2 separate regions of the Zea mays genome follow, and region 2 is linked to region 1. Evidence: chromatin contacts called from public Hi-C data. All regions are on one chromosome and are shown on one strand. Each heading gives the region's core, a stretch centred on a gene start, on an enhancer-like site or on the middle of the called end of the contact. The rest is flanking DNA. Distances are from core to core; before and after follow the strand shown.

Region 1 (7,167 bases), core at 4,348-6,847:
TAAAGAATGAACAGTTCCTTTTGTAGCTCCTCGTTTGTCATACTAAAAAGGTGTGATATACAATGTAACAATTTATATTTCTCCAATATATAAGAAAGCATTCTACTCTTTGAAATAATACCTCTGAGATTGTGACAATAAAAAAACATGTGTTTAGGAAAAGATTTTGTATGATAAGAGTACTGAAAGTGAACCTGCTGTTCGGTCTTTCCAGAGTCCTTGGCCACTCGTTTCCTTCTCTCGCATGATTCAGCAAGAAGCTCTGGTCGTTCCCTTTCCTCTGCATAAGCACCAATAAACAACTGACCATACAGATAGGGGAGACGGGTTTCGCCATCAAGGAACTTAGGATTAGTTATTGACTGAGACACTGTTTAGTTAGTGGCCTTAGCCTCGAAGCTAAATATGATGATATGATAGGAATGCATCCCTGTGGTCAGAGTTCAAGCTCATAAAATAAACGTTCTACTAAACATATATTGATAATACCTCTGAGATTGTGATAATATATTGGTTCGAGTGTGAACATACTAATACATGTGTAGTATGAACATGCCACCAGACTGGATAATGCAGCACAAATATATTGAATAGGACCTGGCTTGATAGGAGTCGGTAGCAGCAGTAAAACATTCTCAAACCAAAAACAATAAAAAAAACCATGGTGAAAATGCAGATTCTATTCAGAAGACAAAAGTAGTGTTTCCTTTTGGCAGAAATCATGCTGGAATAATAAATAACCTACTTGATACTGAAAGTTTTAATTGTGTGATGAAAAGAATACTTAAAAAATGAGAATCCTTGTCATATTTGGTCATAGATATTATCTGTTTTCTGCTTTTAATTTCATCAAAGTGAACGCATTCAAAGATAACTCGAAAGCCAGAGTTAATAAAGTAAAAGTTGAAAATGGAAATATAGAGTGAAACAAAGCACATGATCCATTACTGAATATTCATTGCATGCAGGATCCATTTACTAAATAAACAGTGATAAAGATGTTTCTTTCAGTAGTTTGTTGGCAGCACAGAACCCTCAAACAGCATTGCTCTGACCATCCAGATTTCATCTATCAGATTATCTTACTAACAAACAAATGGCATAAAAAACTGGATAGTTCAGATAGTACTATCTGAACTCTGAACTATGAACTCAGAACTAACATGTAGTTCAGCTTATAATAGGAATATCTGAACTCAGAACCAATATTAGAATTAAAGCATGTATCATACTATTCGCAACTCAGAACTAACATGTAGTTTTAAATGATGCACTCATGAGCTATTTTCGACAATATAAGTATGCTTGCTAGCTGGAATCAAACAGTGACCATGTTGTCAGTAACAATATTTTTTTGGGAAATTTGGATCCATACCATTAAAAGATCACCACTTTGGATCCATACCATTACTATCTCACTTACACGTGGGTCCACATGAGTCAATGACATGTGGGGTCCATGGTATATATCTAAAGTTTGGATCTTTTAATGGTATAGATCCAATTGTTCCTATTTTTTAGGTGCATAGCTTGTTCTTCTCTTCTTCAGACAGTGGATTTAAAATGGGATATATACATGATACATACATCTAATCTAAGCTATGCTTGCTAGTTGGAATCAAACAGTGATCATGTTGTCAGTAAAAGTATTTTTTTAGGTGCATAGCTTGTTCTTCTCTTCTTCAGACAGTGGATTTAAAATGGGATACATACATGTCTAAGCTAAGAGATGAAATCTGATAAAAATGTTTCTTTCAGTAGTTTAATTGGCACCACAGAATCCTCAAACAACATTTCTCTGACCAACCAGATTTCATCAATCATATTATCCTACTAACAAACAAATGGCATAAAAAACTTGAAGGAGGCAGAGATGCAATAACCCATCTGAAAGAAGCAAGGGAAGGAAGAAAGGAAGGAATAAGTCCTGGACGCTTTGTCCCCTGCCTTCTTCCTCTCCACTTGACCAGGGAGAAAGCCAATGAACCATTCAGTTAGTAGCCTGGGCCTGGGGTTAAATCCATCCGCCCAACCCCACTGATCATGAAGCAACTACTTACTGAATGGCAGATCCTCATGCTTGCCTCTTCAGACACTTCTTGCGCTGTTTTGTTTGTTCTGCTGCCGACCAACTTTTGTGCTGCAGTTGACACACGAACCAAGGCCATGATAGAAGCAACACACAACTACACACGTACAGAGCAACAACTCATCTGAACCCATGATCCTTTTTTTGTGTTCTTCAGGTGAAAGCTCATCATTTTTTCTTGAACTGTCATCAAGTATAGTTTAACAAATACAACGAACAAATCTGTAGGAATTCTCTTTACAAGCTTTCAATTCCCCATTCATCCTCCCTCATAAACAACAGCCTCTTTCCCAATTCTACACCCCCCAAAAAACAAAACTTATTTGTACGAGAACTCTGTACCATGCCATGACCGTGCACTTACTGACTGACGGCGTCGCCACGACCAATGGTGGACCGGACACCAGATCCACGCTGTCTCGTCCTGCGCGCCAGGGTCACCCCGTGCGGATCCGCTTCTTGGGCGGCAGGGCGCGGAACACGGTGGTGAGGTCGCGCGACGGGGAAGAAGGCCCGGCGAGCCGGCGCCGCGGAGGAGGGCGGGGATGGCCTGCTGCGCTTGTTCTGCTGCGCGTTGCGGGAGGGGATTCGTGGCGGGAGGTTCGCAGCGGGCGGGTTTCGCCGGCCTGCTGCGCTTGTTGGCGGGGACGGCCTGCTGCGCTTGTTCTGCTGCGCGTTGTGGGTTGCGGGAGGGGATTCGCGTCCGGCGGGTTTCGCGGAGGGTCTCGGCGTATCGCGGCATACGTGCGGGCGGTTCGCGGCAGGCGGGGCAGTTCGCGGCGTAAGGTTCGCGGCGGGCGGATTGATCGGGCGGTCGGTTGTTTGGCGGGGGCAGTCTACACTAACATCTTAATAGTTAGTATATAATCATTTTCAACTATTCTTTCTAAGTTATTCAATCAAAGTCAACATCCACTACTTGACGATCTATCATTTTTACCGTAAATTATAAGAATCCTCTTCAACGGTCATATCTATATTTCCCCTATATTCTACTATTCAGCCGCGTCACCGATCTCTCTTCTTTATATATCCATCCTCTACAACGGGTTTCCCTAATTTTTCTCTTATACCAACAATAAAATAATATGTTCTATACATATTCATCATACATTAACAATTTTTCTTCTAATAACAACCACTTGTGTGCACGAAAACTGAAACAAAGAGGAGAGAGCTGCACCCTTAATCTAGTGTATCATTGTACTGTCTGCTACCACTGTACTCTCTATGGTGTCCTATTAATTGTCGTTTAGGACAGCGACATGGTCTCCAAAATATAATTTTGATCAATATTTTTTATTAAAACACAAATAAACTCTTATAATATTTATACTTTTATAAAAGTACTTTTAAGACATATCATTATATATAAACATTAGGTTTTAATACTAAATAATAAAACAATTATTTATAGTAAAAAATTTATAAGTTTGACTTAAATCTTGTCTAAAACAATAACTAATAGTACACCGAATGGAGTGCACCATTTATCAACCACATTGAATCTAATGATTCGTTTTTGCTATGTCCCCTCCGCGGCCGACGGTACTGACCTGATCCTGCTTGGAATGGTGCTAGACTAGAGATGGCAATAGGGACCTGACCCTGATTCCCTGCGGGAAATTCCTCCATTAGGGCATGTGGATGTGGAAGAAACTTTCCCTGCGGGATATAAATGGGGAAATTTTATCCCCCGACGGGTAAACGGGGATGGGGACGAGGAAGCATTCCCCATCCCTGTTCCCCGCGGGGACCCGTTAAACTTACATGTGACTATGTTTGTGTACCAGTTAACAGTAAAAATAAATAATTACCTTGTCAATAGACCACTAATTGTACAAATGTGTTCATTTTGATGTATGCATAATGATTTATTAATCTGACAATATGTATAAGTGACAATGTTTATCATTAATAACAAAGAATGTATGTCTTAATTATAATTTAAACGGGGATGAGAATCCCCGGTAGAGATTTATCCCTGCGGGGAACGGAGATGTGGAAAAAATGTTTCCCACAAGTGTTCATGAAGATCCCTGCGGAGAAATTTTTTCGTCATAAGGACAGAAATGGGGAGCTATTCCCAGACGGTTGCCATCCCTATGCTAGACTGCTAGTGATGGTCGCATGTCACGGTCGCGACCTTTCGGCCATCTCAACGATCCAACCATTCTTCTCACGTTTCTTTCTTTATCTACATTTTTCTATTATATTTTATTATATCATCAATCGTTCATCATATTCAACGTCCCTATATATTATAATTCAGTTATTTAATATTTTTTCATTAGCTTTTAAGTTAAAAAATCCATAGACTATTTGTACTACCATAATATATATTGCTTTCGGATTATGATACTTCAAAGAGATTAATATCATGGCAACTACTGCTATGCAAGCAGTTCTTCTGTGCAAGCGTGCAAGTAAGCTATCTGATCCATTAGATCGTGATCCAACCATAGGTTACATTTAACACTTAAACCCTTCCACCTCTAGCTCAATAATCTTTATAAAAAACCCTAACAAATCATGGTTGTATCTGTGGTTGGATCGTAATCTAATGGATCAGATGATTTGCTTGCACACTTGCACAGAAGTACTGCTTGCATAACAGTCGTTGCCTAATATCATAAAGAAATAAAGTAATTAAAGTGTGGGAGAGAGATTATAAGACTGTCTCTAGTGTAAAATAGGGAATACTAAACTATCGATAATATTGTCTGACACTATTGACAGAGTAAAGTTTGAAATAGAGGATGAAATAGAAGATTTGCTGGAGATGGTCTAGCCCGTCTCATATATGAGGAAGTTTCTTCTCTCCCCTATATGTGATGTGGGGAGGTGTTGGAGCTCTTTCTCCCCATATGTGATGCAGGGTGAGATTAGAGCATCTCCAACCATGAGACTTATAAAATATTCTATAATTTAAAAACAAGTATATTTTGTAGGATTTAAAATACTAATAAAATATTTTTTCTATAACAGTAAAATTTTAAATATAGATTATAAGGTAGCCTATTATGTTGTAGTATATTTGAGATATTTGAGAGGGTGCAATATAATTTTTTAACTAAATTTTATAAAATAAAACATTGTTGAGTAGTTTTTTCATATTTTAATTTGAGCGCCAGTTTAAGCCATTAGAGCTGGCATGGGCCTGGTCTCCGTTGCGGGGCCCTCGACTCCCTCCTTTCCTCGAGACCGTCGCATCGTACGCGCTCCGGTCCACCACCCGCCGCAGCAGGCAACAAAAAGCTAGCCACTGCTGGAGGCTGGAACTGGACGGATCACACGGAGGTGAATCCGACGCCGACCGGTGGGGCTCGCACGGCTTGTTTGGCAACGACAGCTGTTCGTTGCGCTCCATGTCGCGGCGACACGGCCCAAGCCCACGTCGGATCCATCCGCCCACTGCCAAACGGCCCCACAAGCTCAGCGCGGCGGCCTCGTCGCTGCATAAAGCCCCTACCTAACTCCAAATCTCGCCAGCGCCAGGCCTCGCCGAGCCGGTGGAAACCTCGTGATCTCCGCCGCCTCGAGCCCTCCGCGCGCCTCTTCCAGAGCACCATCCACTCTTCGGTGGCGAGGCCGCGGCTCCCCGAGACGGGCAATGCAGAGCGCGGCTGCCATCGGGCTCCTACGGCCATGTGCCGCGCGGCCGCTCGCCGCCTACACTAGCCCACGCCGCGGCGCCGGCGCGTGCAGCGGCGGCACCCAGCCGCTCATCACGCCCCGCGGCATCCGCCTCTCCGCCCGCCCCGGTCTCGTGCCGGCCTCGCCGCTGGAGGAGAAGGAGAACCGGAGATGCAGGGCCAGTATGCACGCGGCGGCGTCGGCCGGAGAGGAAGCTGGGGGAGGGCTCGCCAAGACGCTGCAGCTGGGGGCGCTTTTCGGGCTCTGGTACCTCTTCAACATCTACTTCAACATCTACAACAAGCAGGTGAGCTGACTGACGGGAAAAAAACACTGATGTCTCTCCCTGTCCCTCTGTTGTGTGTGTGTGTGATGCGCGGGCACTAGTGATTCGGTTCTGATCCACTAGAGCCAAGTGTGCAAATTGGTGAATCAAGTGCTCCTAATGATTATTTCGGTGTTGTGCATGCGTGCAAAGGACAGATCCTTCTATTAGTATGCAATTTCCTTACTCAAATCCGAGTCAAAGACAAACTTTTCACCTTTCATGCATGTCCTTGTTAGAAGCTGTCCTTCAATTGTTCATGTATTTTTTTTTTCAAAAATTTCTTTCTATGAGGCGGAGTGATTGTGTCAACACATACCTTTTTTTTTGTCCTTCTATGTTGAAACTGTCTTGCTGGAGCATCTTCCATCTGGAGTCTGGACACTTCCGTTAGGTTAAGTGAAGAGCCAGTTGGCCGTGGCCTTTTCTCTTGAGAAATTTATGAATCAGTTATAACAGATATTTGTTTTTATCCTCGTAATCTATTAAAACTAAATAAAGGCCATCTCACTTTCTGCGTGACTGCAAAAATATTCGCTCGAACCCATCATGATCTATATATATAACTGATACAAGCTCCGCATGCTACACAGAAAAAAACTTTTGCCTTTGTTTCTTTTTCTCCATTTTAGATCTGCCTCATACCACACATTTCTAGACAATTTTTTGCTTAACTTTGTAAGATACAACCAAGTCTAGGTAGTATCTACATTGTAGTTTTAATATTTACTAAATAACTACTAAATAACGATTATGATAAAGCTGATGCTTGTTTCGTATATCTGTAGATACCAAGTATATGCTACTTTTTTAAAGCTTTACAGGGCATCCATCTTTTTAAGGATCTGTATATGCACTGCAGACATCACCCATGTTGATGTGTTTTCAACTTTAAGTCATGATACATACTTTCATAGGTGTTCCATATCTGAGGCTAATTTTTTAGACAACCATATCTCCATAGTTTTAAGGGTTTTAAGTGTTTAACAGGCTGTATGCACAAGACAATCTTGCTTCTATATTTGCATTGTTTTGACATCCCACCTAGATAGCCCTTATGTTTTCTGGTGGCTATGTCAAGGCAATATATTACTGACAAATGCCCTTTTGCAACTAG
Region 2 (6,761 bases), core at 1,951-4,450, 160 kb before region 1:
GGGAGCACATGGACGGGCACCTGGAGTAGGTCGCAACAATAACCAGCGGAGGCGCCCTCGTGGCGGCCGGTAGCGGAATGTGGTGGCGCTAAATAGTGTGCCCTTACCGATGACGAGGGAAGTGTCGTCCCTACCACCGCTGTCGTAGAGTTGAACTTTGTCGTCCGCGAGACACGTACCATGCTCGCACTTGGAGATAGCAGCCCGGTGCCGCTGTTGATGGCTGTCCGATAGGGCGAGGTCGCGCCCCCGTGTGCCGAGGTCAACCGTCACCAAGGCTGCCTTGAGCATCTGCCGGCGCATCCCCCGCACTCTCCGTCGTGCAAGGAAACCACGAGCAGCAGCTTGTATGCCCACAGCCGCTGACGTCTGGAGCCGTGCGGACAACGCCAGTTGTGCTGCTCATGTTGCACTGTTGCCTTGATTTACAGCAGCCCTTACTCAACCTTCTGGAGCATGGCTTGCATCTTTGCGAGATCAACCCTTATGTTGATCCACAAGTTCCCCATCGATGGAGCTGGTGATTGCTGGGCCGTGGCTGCCCCTAGTGGCATCGCCCATGGGGACGGAGACGCCGTCAACGAAGATGATGTGACGAAATTTGGCGTTGTCCCTGGGGATGGGCACGTCGGCGTCCAGGATGTGGTGAAAAAATTGACAGGCGATGCTGTCCATGGAGATAGGGACGCCGGTTGCCAGGATGGCGTGACGAAGGTGGCATGCGACGCAGCCCATGGCGATGGGGACGTCGGTTGCCAGGACGGCGTGACGAAGGTGACATGCGACGCAGTCCATGGAGATGGGGACGCCGGTTGCCAGGATGACGCCGCGAAATTGGCAACAGAAGCCATGGGATCAGATCGAAACCCAAGCTATCCTGTCCATCGATACTCCTCTCCAATCCCTCATCGATCTAGCGACCATAACATCCTCATTAGACTCATTCTGCATCCTCACTTCAAAGTCTGTTGATCAATAATAGACGACCATTTACAATTAGGGAAAGGCTACATTTCCCTTTACAAACTTACCACCGGTTTCCATCTTCCATAAAAAGACTACATACTATATGTACTCACACAAATGATATATTCATGTATCACTTCATGACTAGAAAAAAATGAGAAAGCTAACATAGAAAAACTATTAGCTAATCAGAATAATAATAAACATACAAACAAGGTACCACAAAAAATGAACTTTAACAACATAAAATATTTGAAGATAATACAAAAAGAATTGAATATTAACCGAACAAAATAAAAAAAACTCAACCTACGGGGGGTAAGACAGCCCCCGAGTATTGTATTAAGAAGAAGACCTTCTCACACAGGTCGAGAAAACCCCCGAATCCCTGCCCCACCCATACACATCGGCATCGAAGCCCATGTGAGGGGCCGAGCCTTAGACCTGTGCTTTAGCATGGGACAGACGAGGGGATTTTTTTAGCCACAGCCTGAAATTCGCTCCCACGGGGAGTCGAACCCAGGACCTGAGGAGTGCTACTCAGACCACATAACCAACTCAACTAGAGGCCCTTTCGCAACCGAATAAAATAGAAAGATTGATTAACACAACTTACCATCTTTAGATTGCTCTGATCCCTCCTTACCAGATTGTTTCCCTAATCTGTATTTCTGATCACATAAGAAAAACTTTTAGAATCAACTATTCTTTAGAGTTTTGCGAAACATGTGAGCACGCTGAAGTACCTGAAGATGGCTCTTCAAGTGAAAAAGAGTAAGACCCTTGACGCCCATTGTCCTTAAGATAGTTTTTGGTGTTGCTTCTGCATGATTATCTCATTCATTAAAAATATTTTCAAAACAAAGCAAACTAGAATTTAAATTAGTGTGTGCTTTCCTGGTTCATTGATAGCAAGTGACTAATAGCATACTACATGTAGAGTAACAATTCAACATTCAAATGGATCTAGTGACAGTTATGACTACTTTGCTGCCCCAGTTCACATAAAAAATCATGCTAAAACTCCAAAGCATACTTAGTTTTGAATGTTTGGCATGTATAGCTGGATTTACTGGCCATTTGATGCCAGAAATAAATCCATACAGAAATTAACAGAATCAAGTGCTAGCAACTTAAAATTTGAACAAGAAAAAACCATATGAAGCAGCAATATGCAAAAGTCATGTTTGCTTATGCTGATAAGTAGCTAACAGAAAACATGGCCACCTTTTTGCTAGCTGATCAAGTTCCAGTGATCAACATTAAGTTCAAAAATCTACAAAACAGAAATCCCTCCTCATAGTATTGCTATCAAGAATCAAACTTCATCAGTAGTTCAGTACAGGTCATACTTCAGCATAATATAAAGACCGGATGTGATCAACAAAAGGACCCATCTTTATTACATGCAGCAGAAATCCATGCCATACCTGTCAGCATGGTCCACAGCAAGAAAGCAGGAAAAATCATTCATGCACGCCCGCAATACCATCTTGTCTCGGGCACACTAGATCTGACCGCACATGCACAGTGCACTTGTCCAAACGAGAAACGGCTTGCGTTTAGCTCGAGCCTAAATTCCAGGATTTCTACACTAATGATCAGAACTTTCCCATAATTTCAGTGCATGCATCCCAATCCTGTGCATTCCCCGTTCCAGAACCTCGAGCGCGCCACGAAATCTCGCCTACCGAAGACCAAGGTGAGCACCATGAATGCACTAACCAGCAACCACGCATTGCTCTCCAATGCCAATAGCAAGGACCCGGACCACCAAAGAAGCCAGATTGGAGAGGAAGGAAGGAGGGGAGTAGCTCACTCTCGGGTCCGCCGAGCTGGGCCACGGCGTCGACGAAACGCTCGTGGAGGTCGGCCGTCCACCGCAGCCTGGGCTTGGGGTCCGCCGTCAGTACAAGGCTCGGCCCGCCGGGGCCGGAGCGTGTCGCCCCATCGCCGGGAACGGGGGCGTCAGGGCGGTGGTGGATCAGGCCAGGCGGGAACATCTCTTCCTCCTTCCGCTGCTCCTGCTAGCGCCCTCCGCAAGGATGGAGAGAGGACAGAGAGGGGCCTTCTCCTTCCCCCAAAAGCGAAGGATCCAATCCGAGAAAAAGTCCTTCCGCTTTCTCTCTCCCCTTTCTTGCTGGTTCTTGCTTCTGCCCTGCTGCTAGTGCCGCTTTCCACTGGCAGCGATTCTCAATCCTATCTCAGCTTCAGCAGTTCAGCCCTGGTCTCTTGGTGGCTGAAGCTGCAAGACTCGCATTACGTTATTGGCGGTAATGATATTTGTTAGTGCAGAGCGATGTCCTTTTCTGACACCGTCGATGGAAAATTACATCTGACTTAATAAATACTGTATCTGTTTAAGTCAGTAGAGACATCATTATCTCTGAGACAAATAACAACCACCTTTTAAAAAAAATCGTTTCTTTAATCTCGCTTGATTGGAGTAGAATGAAATCCTGAGTTGTTGGTGGCTGAACAATCATTGGGGCATTGAAATTTCATCACCCTTTTGCCTTTTTGTACTTGGGCTACCTTCTCACTACTCTCAGGGCGTGTTTGGTTACACCCCACTAAAATTTAGCCCCTGTCCCATCGAATGTTTGAACCTCCGTTCCGGGTATTAAATGTAGTCGGATTATAAAACTAATTTGTCAGCCAAAGATTAAAAGACGAGACGAATCTAGTCCAGTTGGTTGGGTCTATATTTCATACTCTTATTTAAAAGTCAAACGCTTGATAACCTGGGCTAAACTTTAGCAGGAGCAACCAAACACCCTCCCACTCTCCATCCCTCTGCTGTCTGTTCGGTGGGGGCCAAATTGGCAATTGGACTGAAGTATAGTAATTGATTAATCAGTTCTTGCTTGCAGAAAATATATAAAACGAGAGTGGGCGGCGGCACATGTGAGGGTGAGGCCTCAACCTGAACAGCGACTGATGGGTGCCTCCTCTCCAATTGTTTAGGGTTTTTCTTTCTGCTGCTCCTGTGTTTCTTGTTTACAAAATATTGTCTTTCACATGTTCATGTCCAGATCCAGACGTCATCACCCTTTCTGGACAAAGATATTACTCTTGTCTGGGCTGCTTCATTCCAAAAAAAAAATATTTGACGCCACATATTCCACCATACAATCTCTATCATAGAGTTGAAATAGAAAAAAATCTGTTTAACTTAGCATTTGACTTTAACTTATAAATAATAGATTTTTAGAGAAAATGTTTCTTATCCTTGTTTCCAAAACGATTGAAATTTACACAGCATGCGCGTACGACACTACATTGCAATTTTGCATCGCTCGCCGACGACCATGTTGTTAGGAAACGGCATTAAAAACAAAGTAAATCAATCAATAAATCATAGAGCACGACACGCGGATTTACATGTGATTACATTAGAAATTCTTTAATACGAAGGGAAACCACTGGAACCAGACAGTTAAAACATTCATTATATGTGGAATATTTATAGAACGTCGTCCGTAGATGACGGCTTACAAGAGGAGTAGATAATGGCGGCGCTGGGTTTCAGGCTCGGCCGCTCGGGGCGTTGGGATCCACCCTACTAAATTTCTCGTCACACTGGATGTTTGATGTTATTTAGAAATCTAATTATAATACTAGTTATATAGATAAGAGCTAAATAGCAAGACGAATCTATTAAACTTAATTAGTCCACAATTTGCACAAGTGATACTATAGTAAATATTTGATAATTATGGACTAATTATGTTTAATAAATTTGTCTCGTCATTTAGTTTTCATATGTGTAATTGATTTTATAATTAGACTATATTTAATACTAGTATTTGATATTTAAATATCTGATGTGATATGAACTAAACTTCAGTCAGGGAAACTAAACATCCCCTCAGTCTCACTAGGAGAGACCTAGCCTCGACGCATGCCGAGATGGCTAGGGACAAGGCAACGACGACATTGAGGACTGGGAGGAGGCAGCTAGTGGTGCACCCGATGGGGTAGGTTCCTCGCGTAGATGAGGACGACTTCTTGGAGTGACTTGTTTCGCTCGATGTCCCACGCATGACGTTGTGGTCGTGTTGTTCACCGATGATATAGATGGCCAAATAAACGCACAACACGGTAATGGCACTGACATTATAAAGCATGAGCCATGTTAGTAATCGTGTTGTGATGTGTCAGCATTAGTGACTAGTCATCGGTCCAGACACGACATTATAGTACCTAATCGTATCGTACTAGCACTATATAGCACTAGCACATGTTAGTCGTCGTGCCAGCACAAGCACTATTTTACTCTACGAGCCAAAAACATCTAGAACATCTCTAAGATTATATATATAATTGTCGGCGTTTCGACCTCGGGGGGTCCCTGGACCGACGAGTAAATTGTCGCTGCGTGTCCCAGCCCAGATGGGTCGGCGCGAGACGGGACACAAAAAGGGGAGAGAACAGTAAGGGGAACTCGCGGCCTTCGTGTTGTCCTGCGCCCAGGGCGGATAGATGCGCTTGCAGTAGGGGGTTACAAGCGTTCGTGTGGGAGAGAGAGAGAGAGAGAGCGAGAGCCTTATGCGTCGGCCCGTTCTCCCGCGCGGCCAACCTTCTCGTACGAGAGCCCTGGACCTTCCTTTTATAGGCGTAAGGAGAGGGTCCAGGTGTACAATAGGGGGTGTAGCAGTGTGCTAACGTGTCTAGCAGAGAGGAGCTAGAGCCCTAAGTACATGCCGTCGTGGCAGTCGAAGAGGTTTTGGCACCCTATTCATGTGATGTCGTGGTCGTCGGAGGAGAGTTGGAGCCCTGCGGAAGGACAGCTGTCGGGGCTGTCGAATCCTTGCTGACGTCTCCTTGCTTCCGTAAGGGGCTGAGAGCCGCCGTCGTCATGGAGCACGCGGGGCGCCATCATTATTTATTTACCGGGACGAGCCAGATGGGACGTCGGTCTTGTTCCCCGTAGCCTGAGCTAGCTAGGGGTAGGGTAATGATGGCCCCCCTGTGACGTGGTCGGTCCGAGCCCTAGGTCGGGCGAGGCGGAGGCTCCTCCGAGGTCGAGGTCGAGTCCGTCTTCTGAGGTCGAGGCTGAGTCCGAGCCCTAGGGTCGGGCGAGGCGGAGTCCGTCTTCTGAGATCGAGGTTGAGTCCGAGCCCTGGGTCGGGCAAGGCGAAGACCGTCTTCCGAGGCCGAGGCTGTGTCCGAGCCCTAGGGTCGGGCGAGGCGGAGTCCGTCGTCCAGCGTCGAGGTTGAGCCCGAGCCCTGGGGTCGGGCGAGGCGGAGCTTCCTATGGCGCCCGAGGCTGGACTTAGCTGCTGTCAGCCTCACTCTGTCGAGTGGCACAGCAGTCGGAGCGACGCAGGCGGCGCTGTTTTCTTGTCAGGTCGGTCAGTGGAGCGGCGAAGTGACTGCGGTCACTTCGGCTCTGTCGACTGAAGAGCGCGCGTCAGGATAAGGTGTCAGGCGATCCTTGCATTAAATGCTCCTGCGATACAGTCGGTTGGCATGGCGATCTAGCCAAGGTTGCTTCTCTGCGAAGACTGGGCCTCGGGCGAGCCGAAGGTGTGTCCGTTGCTTGAGGGGACCCTCGGGCGAGACGTGAATCCTCCGGGGTCGGCTGCCTTTGCCCGAGGCTGGGCTCGGGTGAGGCGAGATCGTGTCCCTTGAGTGGACTGAGCCTTGACCTTAATCGCGCCCATCAGGCCTTTGCAGCTTTGTGCTGATGGGGGTTACCAGCTGAGATTAGGAGTCTTGGGGGTACCCCTAATTATGGTCCCGACAATAATTTTAAAACATTAACATTTATAGCACTATAGAGTGGATTT

Evidence for each region. Hi-C and Micro-C count contacts between places; a contact is called where the count stands out from the background.
Region 2: a Hi-C map of bundle sheath shows a contact between it and region 1, with 2.3 times the contacts expected there. The contact joins the promoter of LOC100282682 here to the promoter of LOC100037776 in region 1. A contact is called at or near these places in 2 of 25 Hi-C or Micro-C datasets (bundle sheath and leaf).

Annotation. Positions count from the first base shown.
Region 1 is chr2:177,770,255-177,777,421 of Zm-B73-REFERENCE-NAM-5.0, reverse strand. LOC100037776 (plastid phosphate/phosphoenolpyruvate translocator 1) reads left to right here and starts at 5,597. Exons shown (of 9, transcript NM_001112482.1): 1 at 5,597-6,032. The coding sequence starts at 5,703.
Region 2 is chr2:177,929,439-177,936,199 of Zm-B73-REFERENCE-NAM-5.0, reverse strand. It overlaps LOC100282682 (myb family transcription factor-related protein), which reads right to left and starts at 3,200. Exons shown (of 6, transcript NM_001155589.1): 1 at 2,786-3,200; 2 at 1,713-1,789; 3 at 1,583-1,637. The coding sequence starts at 2,969.